Linked DNA regions of Rattus norvegicus: region 1 is linked to region 2. Evidence: chromatin contacts called from public Hi-C data. All regions are on one chromosome and are shown on one strand. Each heading gives the region's core, a stretch centred on a gene start, on an enhancer-like site or on the middle of the called end of the contact. The rest is flanking DNA. Distances are from core to core; before and after follow the strand shown.

Region 1 (6,783 bases), core at 1,802-4,301, 140 kb before region 2:
CACCCTTAATTGTAAAAATGGAAACAAACAGGGTTGGGGATTTAGCTCAGCGGTAGAGCGCTTGCCTAGCAAGTGCAAGGCCCTGGCTTTGGGCCCCAGCTCCGAAAAAAAGAAAAAAAATGGAAACAAACAAGCAAACTTTCTGTACAAGCAAAATGTAAATGACACAGGGTAACAGAGCCATCAGGGTTAGGCCAGTTTCAGTGTAGAAACTTCAGGGACCCTTTCAGACCTCAAGGTCACTGATGGCATTGATTAAATGAATGGCGTTTTTCTGATTTTTTTTTTTCTGATTTTTAATCCAAACACTCCTCTCTCTGCTCCGGCTCTCCAGCTGACTTTTGCCCTAGTGATTAGAGACATTAATAGGAGTGATTTGAGCCCGCGTGATAGAGACTCCTGCCCCTCTGTGGTGTGAAAGAGCAAATTCAGAAACTGAAAACACCCTGTGTATTTTCAGAGGGACCCCCATATTTTGGTTTGGCATTAAGACCTTAGGCACTCTGTTTATGACTGCATTCCAGGGGTCTTTTGTCAGTGCGTAGGTCGAAGATGAGCAGCTAGAGTCTGGAGAAGCGCTGGCAGGGGGAGCTCGTGTGGGGTTGTAGAGCGCTGATAAGCAAGCTTGCACACCCCCCCCCCCGTGTTCAGCCAGTGCTCACGGAGAGGACTGTGGGGCATTAACTGAGACTGGGCACTCCACTGAGGGACATTCACTCAGGAGATAGTAGCAGGCTAGTCTTCCCTTCATTGGAGAAAGCACATCTCCCTCACCCATTGTATTCAGAACAGAATGTCTGCTCCTGCAAACTGAGGCCATGGGGCAGCCAGAGTCAGCTCTCTGCTAACCTCTCTCCCTTCTCTCGGCTCCTGACACCCCTGGTCTAGCTATACTGGCTGAGGGCTGTCAGCTTTTCCCCCTGGACCCTTCACCCTGAAGCTCACTTCCTGCGGGATGACTGAAGCTTTCTCCTTCAAACTTCTGCACAGATGTCCACTCCTCAAAGTTTCCCAACTGCACACAAGCTCCCTGTCAGCAGAGCACACACCTGACATTTGTTGGGTCACACACCCCAACCTGGAGTCGGTGCCTGGGGGCCAGAGTGTGTTGTACCCTCAATCCCTCACATACGATCCTGTCCCTTCTTTCAGACGTATATCGGGACGCTGCTCGTGTCTGTGAATCCGTACCAGGAGCTGGGAATCTATACCTCCAGCCAGATGGAGCTTTATCAAGGGGTCAATTTCTTCGAACTACCACCACATGTGTGAGTAGCTTTCCCAGGGTTGGGTCTGGGCCCAGTTTCCTTTCTTCTCTTCTCTTTTTTCTTTTTCTTTTTCTTTTTTTTTTTCCGGAGCTGAGGACCAAACCCAGGGCCTTGCGCTTGCTAAATCCCAACCCCTTTCTTCTCATTCTATATTTTATCCTTCTCTCTTCCTTCATATCCTCCCATCTGTCCATCCACCCACCCATCTGTCCATCCACCCATCCATCCACCCACCCATCTGTCCATCCATCCATCCACCTATCCACCCATCCATCCACCCATCCATCCATCTATCCACCCAACCATCTGTCCATCCATCCATTCATCCATCCATCTATCCGTCCATCTGTCCATCCATCCATCTGTCCGTCCATCCATCCATCCGTCCATCCATCCATCCATCCACCTACCTATCCATCTATCCGTCCACCCATCCATCCATCCACCCATCCATCCACCCACCCATCCACCCACCCACCCATCCGTTCATCCGTCCACCCATCCGTCCATCCGTCCACCCACCCGTCCATCCATCCACCTATTCATCCACCCACCCATCCACCCACCCATCCACCTACCTATCCATCCACCCATCCACCTACCTATCCATCCATCCACCTACCCACCCATCCATCCACCCACCCACCCATCCATCCACCCACCCACCCATCCGTCCATCCGTCCATCCATCCACCTATCCATCCACCCACCCGTCCACCCACCCATCCATCCACCCATCCATCCATCCATCCATCCATCCATCCATCCATCCATCCATCCATCCATCCATCCACCTACCTATCCATCCATCCGTCCACCCATCCATCCACCCACCCATCCACCCACCCATCCACCCACCCACCTATCCACACATCTTTACTCCCATCCCCCCGGGGATTTCCATCCTCCATTATGGATTTCCTTAGATCCTGACTTTTGCAGAAAATGTTGGCGGGTCACTTTTGCATCTCAGCTTAAGTGGGCAAGAGGAGGGCTCTTTGTGCAAGCTGGGAAATGTATGTGACTAGCGAGCAATCTCCTCTGGGATGCGGCTGCTGTGGTGCCACCTACTGGTGCCAGCGCGCCACTGCAGCCAGGACCCTGAGCGATTCCTTGCCTAGTCTGCAGACTGTGCTTATTTTTGCTGAGCCTCGAGCTTTTGCTGAGGCTTATGGGTCTGTTCTCTCCTCATCTGTCTTCCTGTACGCTGTGCTTTTGCCGAGCCTCGTGCTTCGGTCGGCTGTGGACTTGTGGCTCTCTTCTGCCCTATCTGTCTCGGAGGCTAAGCCATTCCTCTTAAGGTATGCATAGATTTTGTTTCTCTTGGGGACTGTGCGTTGTTCCACCACCGAGCCCTGAGCTCACCAGCTCTCAGGCGAGTGCTGTGTTTGTATTTGGGAATAAAATGCTTCTGGTAGCTTCACCTCATGTGACAGGAGGTCAGGGTTTCTAAGCGTTGGTTTGGCCTGTACCCCAGGTGTTCAGAGAAGGGAAAACAGTATTTTATCCTATTCGTGGAGCTGTTGAATACTCAGACGAGATACTGTATCTGTCTACACTGAGTAGACCGTCCCACAAGGGTGTAAGTTAGCATCTGGTGTATTCCCAGAAGGAATGTAATTGTATTTAAAAGAAATTTGGAGGAACTGTATTGTAGCTTGGTGGCACACTGTGTTTGAGATGCACAAAGCCTTAGGATTCAATCTCTAGGAGCAAATCAACTAGGTTGTCTCAGTTACTTTTCTGTCGCTGCGGTCAAGTACAAAGGTGGCTTTAGGGAAGAACGGGTCCATCCTGGCTGACGCCTGAAGGGCAGAGTTCACCATGGTGGGGAATTAAGAAGGTAGCTGTACCCACAGAGAGCGCTGAAGGTTCACTGCTGCTCTGTTCTCTGTTTCCAGTCACACAGTTCAGATCCTGGGCAGGGAACAGTGCCTGTGGTCGGCAGACCTTCTCCTCGCCTCAGTCATCCACAGGGAGACCCCACCTCCCATGTGGTTCCAGAGTCCGTCAAGTTCCACCAACCATCACATGGGTAGATTTGGGAAACGCGTCGTTTGCTTTTTACCTTGTGTTGTCTCTCGGTCGCAGGCCACTCGGGTGATCCCAGCAGAGGAGCTTTTTCTGAGTCTTAGATGCCGCTTCCCAGAGGCAGGGGATTTTTGTCTCTTCGGGTATTAGAATCAGGGGGAGCCAATCAGCGCAGAGAACCAACACGCTTCTGTCCGCTCCTTCCCCAGCTACGCCATCGCCGACAACGCTTACCGCATGATGTGCTCAGAGCTCAACAACCACTTTATCCTCATCTCTGGAGAGAGCGGAGCTGGGAAGACAGAGGCCTCCAAGAAGATCCTCCAGTACTTGGCAGTGACCTGTCCCATGACGGAGTCGCTCCAAATAGCCCGGGACAGGTTGCTGCTCTCCATCCCAGTCCTGGAGGTGAGTGGCCTCCAGGAAGCTCCCAAGCAAAAACAGTCCCCTGCCCGGGTATGGCAGCAAAAGCTGGCATGTGATTACCGAGGACAGGGGCTTCACGGGCATTGCCACGGCGAGGGATATGACCGCGGAGGCAGGCTTGGATGTGATCCAGCAGGCTTCAGCAAAGCCCTTGGATGCAGAGCCTGTGTCCCCAGCTAGGGAATGTGTCTGTTCTGAGTACTGGACCCTCCAGAGTTCTTGGAGGTCCAGTGGGATGAGCGGCAAAACCACGTGGGATGAGTAAAGTACAAGGCACACGTGACTTACTTCCCTCGAGTCAGAATCACCTGGGTCATCGACCTTTGTACTGTGACCAATTTACTGGCTGACACAGAATAAGTCACTGTCTCCTGGGTGACCGACCCAACTGTAAGAGATGTCTGGGGTAAGGGGGGTTGCAACTGGCCCTTAGGTGTGAGGAGGGGTGGGGGGACAGACTGTGAGTCACAGGGCAGCAGCGAGGATCATTTCTAATCGATCTCTTCAGAGATTCTCCCCTGCTTTTCCCATGTCCAAATACAGCATTAGAATTCTTTAAGATGGGGCTGGGGATTTAGCTCAGTGGTAGAGCGCTTACCTAGGAAGCACAAGGCCCTGGGTTCGGTCCCCAGCTCTGAAAAAAAGAACCAAAAAAAAAAAAAGAATTCTTTAAGATTTATTTTATTTATATTTATTTATATTATGTATATGAGTACACCATCGCTGTCTTCAGACCCACCAGAAGAGGGTGTCGGATCCCACTACAGATGGTTGTGAGCCACCGTGTGGTTGCTGGGATTTGAACTCAGGACCTCTGGAAGAGCAGTCAGTGCTCTTAACTGCTGAGCCGTCTGGCATTAGAACTTTATCTTCGGGACTTAATGTCTTTTTTTTTTTAGAAGACAAAGTGTGTTTTCCCTCCCTGTCTCCCCCTACTGTCCCCCACGAGCATGTCATTTGGGGGCAGGGGCTCTCCAGGCATAGTGAGCCAGTGTGACTCTGTGTGACATTTGCATTCAAAGGCTTTCGGAAATGCCAAGACCCTCCGCAATGACAACTCCAGCAGATTTGGAAAATACATGGACATACAGTTCGACTTCCAGGTACACTGATATTTCTGTACATGCTCCGGGGATGCCCTGTCAAGGCAACCCTCAGGAGAATGGCATTGTTAGCCCAAACAGTGGGAAAATGCATGTCAGGATAACTTGTGTGTATGTGTGTGTACGCGCACGCGCATATGGCTGAATTCATGGGCATGTAGCATGACACCCACGTGGAGGTCAAAGGACAATTTCTGGTGTCCCCTCTTTCCACCTTGAGACATGGTCTCCTTTCAGGCACTGTGTGTGTGCCAGGCTAGCTCACCTGTGAGCTTCTTGGGAATCTCTACTTCCCGTCTTGTTGTAAGAGGGCTGGCATTACAGATGTGTACTGAGGATCCCAGCCCAGGCCCTTACATTGTAGAGCAAGCGCTTTACCTCTGAGCCATCTCCCCACCCCGTGCCATCCCCTGTGATCATTTCAGCACCTGAGAGAATTACCATAGTTCTGCCTCTTGATGGGCAAGAACGACATCTGAGAGCACCGGGTGTGGGTGGAGACGTGGGTGACTGGAAACACACACACACACACACACACACACACACACACACGGCCCCGCTGGGGTTCCATTAGGAAATGACCATTGCTCTAACGCAGGCTCTTGTGTACTAAGGCTGTTGTCATGTAATCAAGGGCTGAATGCTAGAGCACACAATCCCAAAACTCAGGAGGCTGAGGCAGGAGGATAGCCATGGATTTGAGGCCAGCCTGGGCTACAGCGTCAGGTGTCAGCCCATTCACAGAGGTATACAACGGACACACAAACACACTTCCAGCAGCCCTGCTCAGAAGACTGGGCTCACCAGGCAGCCTAGAGAGGGCTCCCTATCCACTCATAGAATGGCTAACCCGGGGTGTGTTCACACAGTGAGGTGACACAGGTGTTCCACAGCAAAGCACCACACCGGTGGGCCCTGGGGTGTATTGACGGCCATTTATAAAGCTTGCAAACAAACACCAAGTACACAGTGCGTTGTGCAGATCTTCGGCCTGGGTGAAGGGACCCTCGGCCTCCTCAGGTTGGACAGGGCAGGGAATACCTTCTGCTCAGTGAGCCAGACAGCCTCAATTAAAATACCATCTGTTGTAGCATGAAGGTAGCCATGAACGGTATGGGGAGGAAGGAAGGGAGGGAGGGAGGGAGGGAGGAAGGAAGGAAGGAAGGGAGGGAGGGGTGCTGCATTCGGAATTAACGTGTATCTGTTACATGTGAGGACGTATTTTTACAGACGTATATTCCAAGTGGCAAAGTGACAGACTGGAGGTCAGCAGGTATCTGAGGCCACATTGCAGCAGTGAGGTCTGGCTGGCTTCGGGGCCTCCCAGAAGCTGGTCCGTGAGCTGATAATCACATGTACATGGACTTGGAAAGAGGGTTCAGAACCCTGCAAGGTCTCAGACTTCTTTTTGTTTGTTTGTTTGTTTGTTTTTTAAAACATTTTAAAAAGATTTATTTATTTTATGAGCACACTGTAGCTGTCTTCAGACACCAGAAGAGGGCGCCAGATCCCATCACAGATGGGTGTGAGCCACCATGTGGCTGCTGGGAATTGAACTCAGGACCTCTGGAAGAACAGTCAGCGCTCTAACCACTGAGCCATCTCTCCAGCCCTCGGACTATTTCTTTTTTTTTTTTTTTTTTTAAATCAGAGCTTAACCTATAGGCCCAAAAGGCCAGTCCAGTGAATCCTGCATCTATGCCCATCTGTAGGGAGTCACCACTCAGAGCAAGATGTAGGAATTCTAGCAGCCAGAAATTGGTGCAACAGGATCTGGGTTCCAAGGGTTATCTCGAGGCTGGTTGCTGCGATCACAGCTTCATGTGGCTGAGTCTCGAGGCAGGTGTCACTCGTATCCCAGTGTGACTGTGGAGGTCAGAGGACAGCTTGCGGGAGTCAGTTCTCTCTACCATGTGGGTTGTGGGAATCTTGCTTCGTGACGAGAGCCTTCACCT
Region 2 (7,286 bases), core at 4,533-7,032:
CATGGCTGCCTCTTCCTGCTGGCAAAGAGAACATGTGGACAGGGGCATCTGCTTCCTGAAGCGCCTTTATCATAGTCACTACTCCCAGTCAATCGTCCTTTCTACACGGGCAGGCTGGTCCTGTTGCTCCATCAGGGAGCAGGAAACCTGGGGTCTGTCTAAAGAGATGGAGACCTGCACAGCACACCAGAGGCCAACGTTAACCTGCTCACAGTAGGAAGGGCTTTCAAGGATGAAGAGGAGTTCCTTCGTGAGGTAGGACAGAAGAGGAAACAAACTTCCTACACTTAGGTGACAGGGACAGACCTATACTCTGTAGCTCACGGAGCTGACCAGCAGATCTGTTCGACCTGACTTCTCATAGCCACAGCTCGCACAGATCCATCAAGGGCAACCTCCAGGACCCTCCGGCAGAGCTGAGAATGTCACACGGCTGATGCCCGGCGCTAACTACATCGAGGCCCACTTACCCAATAGCCGAGCTTAGTTCATCCGTGGTCCCCAAAGCTTCAAATACTTGATCGTCTTTAGGTCTTCTTTCTCCCGTGAAGGTGCTGGAAAGCCCTGGGGGAAGATATTCAGCACACTGAGATTTGGGGGCTTCTGGGGGGGTGAGTATAGTGTATTGGTCTGACACTGCTTGTATTGAACTGCTCAGTACTGGCCCCTAAAACCTGGTTGCCCCAGCGACTCGAGAGTCCGCGTGTAGACCCAAGTGACACTTTGTAACCTTGCCCTCCAAGTTATCCCTGACTGGTGAATAAAGACATCTACAGCCTATAGCTGGGCAGGACTGAGAGAGGCGGGGCTTGGGGTTCCTGGGTTTGGAGTCTGAGGAGAACCACGAAGGGGAGGGAAAGGAAGGTACAGAGAGGAGATTCCATGGGGTAACAATCCTAAAATCATGGTCATGAGGTCTGGCCATTTGGAGTTCAGGGCAGCCCAGATGGAGCCCAGTAAGTAGTAATCCAGGGTTATCGATAGGAAAGGAAATTCTAACAGCATGAAGGGTAGATATTTGCCCAGCTTAGTGCTGATAAAGGCTGATTATAAACTAAAGGTCTTGGGTTGGAGAGGTGGCTCTGCGGTTAAGAACGCTGACCGTTCTTCCAGAGGTCCTGAGTTCAATTCCCAGCAACCACATGGTGGCTCACAACCATCTGTAATGAGATCTGATGCCCTCATCTGGGGTGTCTGAAGACAGCAACAGTGTACTCACACACATAAAATAAATAAATCTTTAAAAAATATAAACAAATAAATTAAAGGTCTGGTGTGTCTTTTATCTGGGAATTGAATAATCCAAGGAGGGGAAGGGGCCCCTGACTGAGATTAAATATATTCCACATCAGGTGGGTCAGGAGCTGGAGGGATGGCTCTGTGGTTAAGGGCACCAGCAGCTCTTGCAGAGGTCAGACTCAGGTCCCAGCATCCCATAGAGTAACTTGCAACCCTCAGTAACTCCAGTTCTAGGATCTGATGCTTCCTTCCAGCCTCCACAGGCACCAGGCGTGTGTGAGTCGCATAAACACACATTTAGGCAAACACTCATACACATCAAAGTAAAGCAAACGTTTAAAGATTTTTTTCCCTGATACACTTAAACTATTTTCTTTTTATTTCCTGTCTGTGGGTGTTTGATCTGCATGTATGTCTACGCACTATTAGCATGAAGTATCCTTCTGGTCACTGCCACCAAGGTTATCCCTCTTCTTCCTGGCATGCTGTTAGCTTAGGAACCACCAACGAAGCCTCTTGTTTAAGAAATAAGGCGCCTGTGGTATCTAACCTCTGCGTGTCCTGGCTCCTGTCATGTGTCTTAGCCAAAGACGCAAAAGCGACCAGGCAGATGCATCTTTGTCACAGTCCCAGCACCCCTCTGTCTTTCCAACCTTCTAAGAAAGATCACCGAGTGCCTTCAGTTACAGAAGTAGTCCTGCTTCCTAACCTCGTCAGATCCAGAACGAAGCTCCCCTTCTCTGACTCCGCCCCTGCGCCGGCCAGCATAAGCCTCACCCTGTCCAGCAGCTATTATGGGATTCCACTGCTGGGCCATAGTGAGCCCAGTGCCCCATCTGTGAGTGACCTGAGGCTGTCCCTGAACCTGTCTGGTGTAGCACTGACACCACCATATGACACCTGTCACTTCTAAGCATTTTCCATCGTTCTGGGAACACACCCATGACAGACAAAACACTTACATTCTGACATTTTGTTTGCATACAGCTCAGTGAGGGTAAGTATGTCCTGTGTGTGTGTGTGTGTACTTGAGTATGAAAGGATATAACCCAAACACAATCACTATTAACGATCTGAAGGGTCTTAAATTTCAGAAAATGGTACCATAGTTGTCTATTTCTCTATCACTATTATATCTGGTATTTAATAAATATTAAGGCAATTAAAAAAAAATAGAAGAAAAGTATGTGAACTCTTGTGTATTTCCCTCTCCCACGAATCAAATCTCTCTCCTGGCTTCCAGAAAAAGATAAAATCTTTCAGGATTAGCAAGGTGGCTCAGTTGGTAAAGACACTTGCTGCCAAGTCTGATGACCCGAGTTAATCCCTGGGAACTAGATGGTGGAAGAAAGAAGCATCTTCTCCAAGCTGTTCTCTGACCTCAAATGCATTGGGATATAGACATGTATGACCCACGCACACGCACACGCACACACGCACGCACACACACACGCACACGCCCACACACGCACACACGCGCACACACGCACACACACGCGCACACACACGCACACGCGCACACGCACACGCGCATACGCACACACACGCACACACACATGCACGCACACATGCACACACACGCACACGCGCACACGCACACACACGCACACACGCACGCACACACACGCACACACACACGCACACACGCGCGCACACGCGCGCACACACACGCACACACGCACACACACACGCACACGCACACACACGCACACACGCACGCGCACACACGCGCGCACACACACGCACATGCGCACGCGCGCACACACACGCACACACACACACGCACGCACACACACAATAAATTGCAATTTTAAAAGTCCCAAAGAGATAACCTCTCAGACAAATCTGAATACACACTCATTATTTTTTTCTTTAGAGAAAAGGTCTCACTATGTGGCCCTGGCTGGCCTAGAAATTGCTATGTAGTCCAGGCATACAAACACACACACACACACACACACGCACACGCACACACACGCACGCACGCATACACACATACTCACTATACATACACAATTTTTTTCTTTTCTTTAGAGATAAGCTCTCACTATGTAGTCCAGGCTGGCCTTAGACTTATTGTGATCCTCCTGCCTCTGCCTCCAGAGTACCAGGACATGTCTGGGCCACCAAGTCTACCGCTACATGTTTTAATCCAAATAGGCTAAAAAGTTCTTTTTACATTTTTTACTTTTTATTTTTTTTTAATATTTATTTATTTAATGCATATGAGCACACTGTTACTGTCTTCAGACACACCAGAAGAGGGCACCAGATCCCATTACAGATGGCTGTGAGCCACCATGGGGTTGCTGGGATTTGAACTCAGGACCTCTGGAAGAGCAGTCAGTGCTCTAACCGCTGAGCCATCTCTCCAGCCCCCTACATTTTTTAAATTTAGGCTGGGTGGTGGTGGCACACCTTTAATCCTGGCACATGGGAGTCAGAGGCAGGCCTGGTCTACTGAATGAGGTTTAAAGACAGGCAGGGCTATGCAGAGAGAGAGGATATGGTGTGTATGTGTGTGTGTGTGTGTGTGTGTGTGTGTGTACGCATGTTGTGTATGTACGTATATGCACATGAGTGCAAGTGTTCACAGAGCTCAGAGACAATGGATCCCTCTAGAGGTGAAGTTATAGGAAGGTTTGAACCACCCACTCTGGGTGCTGGGAAGCACGGAATAGGCTCACCCCTGAATCATCTCTCTCACCCGTGACCCAGAGTCCTTACACTGTCCTGCACTATTTTGTTTTTGTTTTTCTGTTTTTTGGGTTTTTTTTTTGGTTCTTTTTTTCGGAGCTGGGGACCGAACCCAAGGCCTTGCGCTTCCTAGGCAAGCGCTCTACCACTGAGCTAAATCCCCAACCCCCTTGTTTTGTTTTTTTTCCTGCACTGTTTTTAGCTTTTTTTTTGGTTCTGGTGTTGAGCACAGGGCCTTCAGAATACTAGCTGGGCACTCTACCACTTCCAACCCCGAAACGTGTCATTCCCTTCATTCAAGACAGAGTTGTACTATGTAGTGTAGCCCGGAGTTGGATATGTCACCCTAGCTGGTCTTGAACTTGTGACTCTCCTACCTCAGCTCCTGAGTGCTGAGGTTAAAGTGTGCACCATGCCCGGCTTCCTTACAACTTGTTTTGAACACTTAATAGTGCATTTTTCAAGTGGCTTCACATTTACGGTGTAAATTCAGACCGGTCTCGAGGCTGCAACGCGGCCTACCTTTGTCTCCTGTCTTGGTGTAAATCTTGAGGACCTTGGCTGCCTTCGAGGATGGCTGCGGTCTGATGAGAGACAGACACAGAGACATGGTTAAGTGAGGACGGTTTATGGGGTGCGCCTTGGCGAGTGATGCCCAGCTTTCGGCCTGCAACCTCGGTGGCAGCACTTATCCGCCTTCGGGATGGCAATCTCTTGTCAGCCATTTCCCCGCTGTCCCTTCTAGACAGCTTCTTGTCCCTGTCTCTACCCTTACAGTGGGTGCTGTAGTGCATGTCTCAATGAAGATGCTTCACAAATACTGGCTAAAAGGACTATCCAATCACTCCACGTAGCCCACGCTCCACAGTGGACTAAAGTCACTAGCTCCTCGAACTGCTCTTCAGCTTCTCCTTTGAGGAAACTGGAGCCCACAAAGATTCAGCCTCCTAGATCTCCAGGAAGAGACTGGGCTGGGATTCACATCCAAAACTCTTCTACTGTAAACCTGACCTGGACCATTAGCCTCCCCAAACTCTTGCTTCTCGTCTACCCTAACCCCAACCCTCTACCACAAAGTTAGGGCTTCTTGGGGAAAGAAAACCAGGCCACTTGCATTTTCTAAGGTGTTGAGTGTCAAGGCACTGTCAAAATGGAATTTCAAAAATGCTGTTTTCACTTAAAAACTTTTTTTTTTTTGAGGCCTGAGCCTGAACCCTAGCCTTTAGGCAAGCTAGGCAAACAGTGTACCACCAGGCCACATCCCCAGTTCTTGCTCCAGAGCCCTCAGGAGTCTTCCATTTTCAAACAGTGCACAGCTTAGATGTATAGCTTAAAAGTAAAATGTGAATTCTCAAGGTTGTTGGAAAGTCAGAGGACTGGAGCGGAAATGTTGATTATGAGCTCATGGTAATCTGTAAATCCTGATGCAAGTTTCAAAGTGTTACCATGTCTTCCTGGTATCTTAATTGTAATCCAAATAAACTGCCTGGGAGGCTGGACAAAACCCACAAAGACATCCCCTGCCCCGACTGACTCCTGCTGGACTGCCTTAAAACTTGTGCAGGAAATCCTGACCTCTGACGCCATGCTGACCCCGATGACGTCAGGCCACAGAGAACACGTCATCAGTGTGACATGCCCACGGAAACAAAATAACTATTCTCCTCACACCTCGTGTTGAGTTACTCTCCCAGCCTGAAACTCACCTGTCCCCGTCTTCCCCACCCTGAGGGCCAAAGCTCTGGAAACGGGGACACAGCAGCCTGCACCCGCCGAGACGCCCGCGCAGGCCGAGGCGGCCCCCAAAGGTCCACACAGCCATGAGTACGGTAACGCGTCCAGGGCTGACCCAACCAGGCACCCGTCCAGGCCCGCGGAGGACTCCGCCCCGCAGCCGGCCGCGCCACCTCTCAATGGCTGTTTCCTATTGGCCTGTGGCACTCGCACCAGGGCGGGGCAACCCCCGGGACTTGTTTCCCATTGGATGACGATTAGAAAGAGGCGGGGCAATCTCCGTTTGTTTGAAATTCCCATTGGTCAATGTTCGACCCAATCCGTAAAGGGAACCTCGACTCAAGCTCTCTGATTGGCCGGAGGAAGACACGCCTGCCTCCTTGGGGCTCTGCCCTTTGATATGGAGAAGACCGGGAGCTACTGCCGGAGTTTCGGCTCACCTGGGCGCTGGCCGGGGCAGGTGAGAGGCCTGGACTGCGGGTTGGGTGATGTGAGGGTTGGGTCCCGGACACCCTGGGCCGGGCGCCGCGGTCCTCTGTCTTAGTTTTCTCGATCCCAGCGGTCGGCGACCTCAGGTCGGACAGTTCCCGGTAGACTGGGGTCTCGGTGGCTACTGAGTATGCAGTGGGGTGGCCAGTGCAAGGGAGTTCCAGTGAAGCCTTGAACCGGGTGACTTTGCGTTATTTATAACAATGTAAAATGCGTGCACCCATAAATCCAGCAAAAGCACTTGGTGAGACTCTGCCTTGCACAAGTTATTGTTTAAATGTGCAACACGAGGTGTAACAGGTAAGCCCCGCAGCCTTGTGTATAACTGTGACAGGTTGGTTGTGGCCTCATGTCCTGGAAGAATTCTTTCTTTTGCAAGATTTTATGTAAACCTCGCGTTTCCATACCATCAAACGCATAACCGCCCTCATGTTAGGCAAGCATTCCACGACTGAGCCGTGCACTCGGAGGTCATGTCAGTTTCTACCAGCAGCAGGGATAGTCCCGTCATTACCTTGTAGCTCTCTGTGGTATAGATGCTACTTTGCCAGACTGACAGGTCCTGCTGCTTCTGGTCCTTTGAATCAGTCTTCAGTGTTGTCTCTATTAGCTGATTTGTGGGAAACAGATTCATGGCAGTTTTCCTAAGACATGCTGGGGACGGAAGGGCCAGTGTCTGAATCCAGATTTTTTTCCATTGTCCAGCTGACTGGCTCACTGCCCTGTCATCCTGGTACATAGTTCTGGATGGTAGTTCCACGAAGAGACAGAGTTTCTCTATATGGCGCTGGCTGTCCTGTAACTCACACTGTAGACTAGGCTGGCCTCCAACCCCCAAAGAGATCCACCTGCCTCTGCCTCTTGAGTGCTGGGATTAAAGGTGTGGACCTTCCTGGTGTTTGTAGCTAACATCTAGGAAACTTTGTTTTTCCTCTCTGCTGCTTTTTCTTTCAGGAGTCTCAGGAGCCATGTTGTCAGAAGTCCTGCTGGTGTCTGCTCCAGGGAAAGTCATTCTCCATGGAGAACATGCTGTGGTCCATGGCAAGGTAAAAACTCCCCAGAGATGGGCTGGAGAGACAGCTCAGTGGTTAAGAGCACCGACTGCTCTTCCAGAGGTCCTGAGTTCA

The links. Hi-C and Micro-C count contacts between places; a contact is called where the count stands out from the background.
Region 1: a contact with region 2 is called in a Hi-C map of liver, with 1.9 times the contacts expected there. The contact joins the enhancer-like site here to the promoter of Mmab in region 2. A contact is called at or near these places in 2 of 12 Hi-C or Micro-C datasets (Schwann cells and liver).

What each region holds. Positions count from the first base shown.
Region 1 is chr12:47,952,684-47,959,466 of GRCr8, reverse strand. No RefSeq gene overlaps it. Among named protein-coding and RNA genes, the nearest start is that of Myo1h, 39 kb to the right of the region's middle. Within about 2 kb of position 3,051, at least 3 of the 93 cell types and tissues checked have an H3K27ac peak or open chromatin away from gene starts, as enhancers often do. A contact at or near this core is called in liver, where this site is marked.
Region 2 is chr12:47,818,253-47,825,538 of GRCr8, reverse strand. Mmab (metabolism of cobalamin associated B) reads right to left here and starts at 5,782. Exons shown (of 9, transcript NM_001398937.1): 1 at 5,643-5,782; 2 at 4,459-4,520; 3 at 471-564. The coding sequence starts at 5,758. It overlaps Mvk (mevalonate kinase), which reads left to right and starts at 6,036. Exons shown (of 11, transcript NM_031063.2): 1 at 6,036-6,130; 2 at 7,114-7,205. The coding sequence starts at 7,128.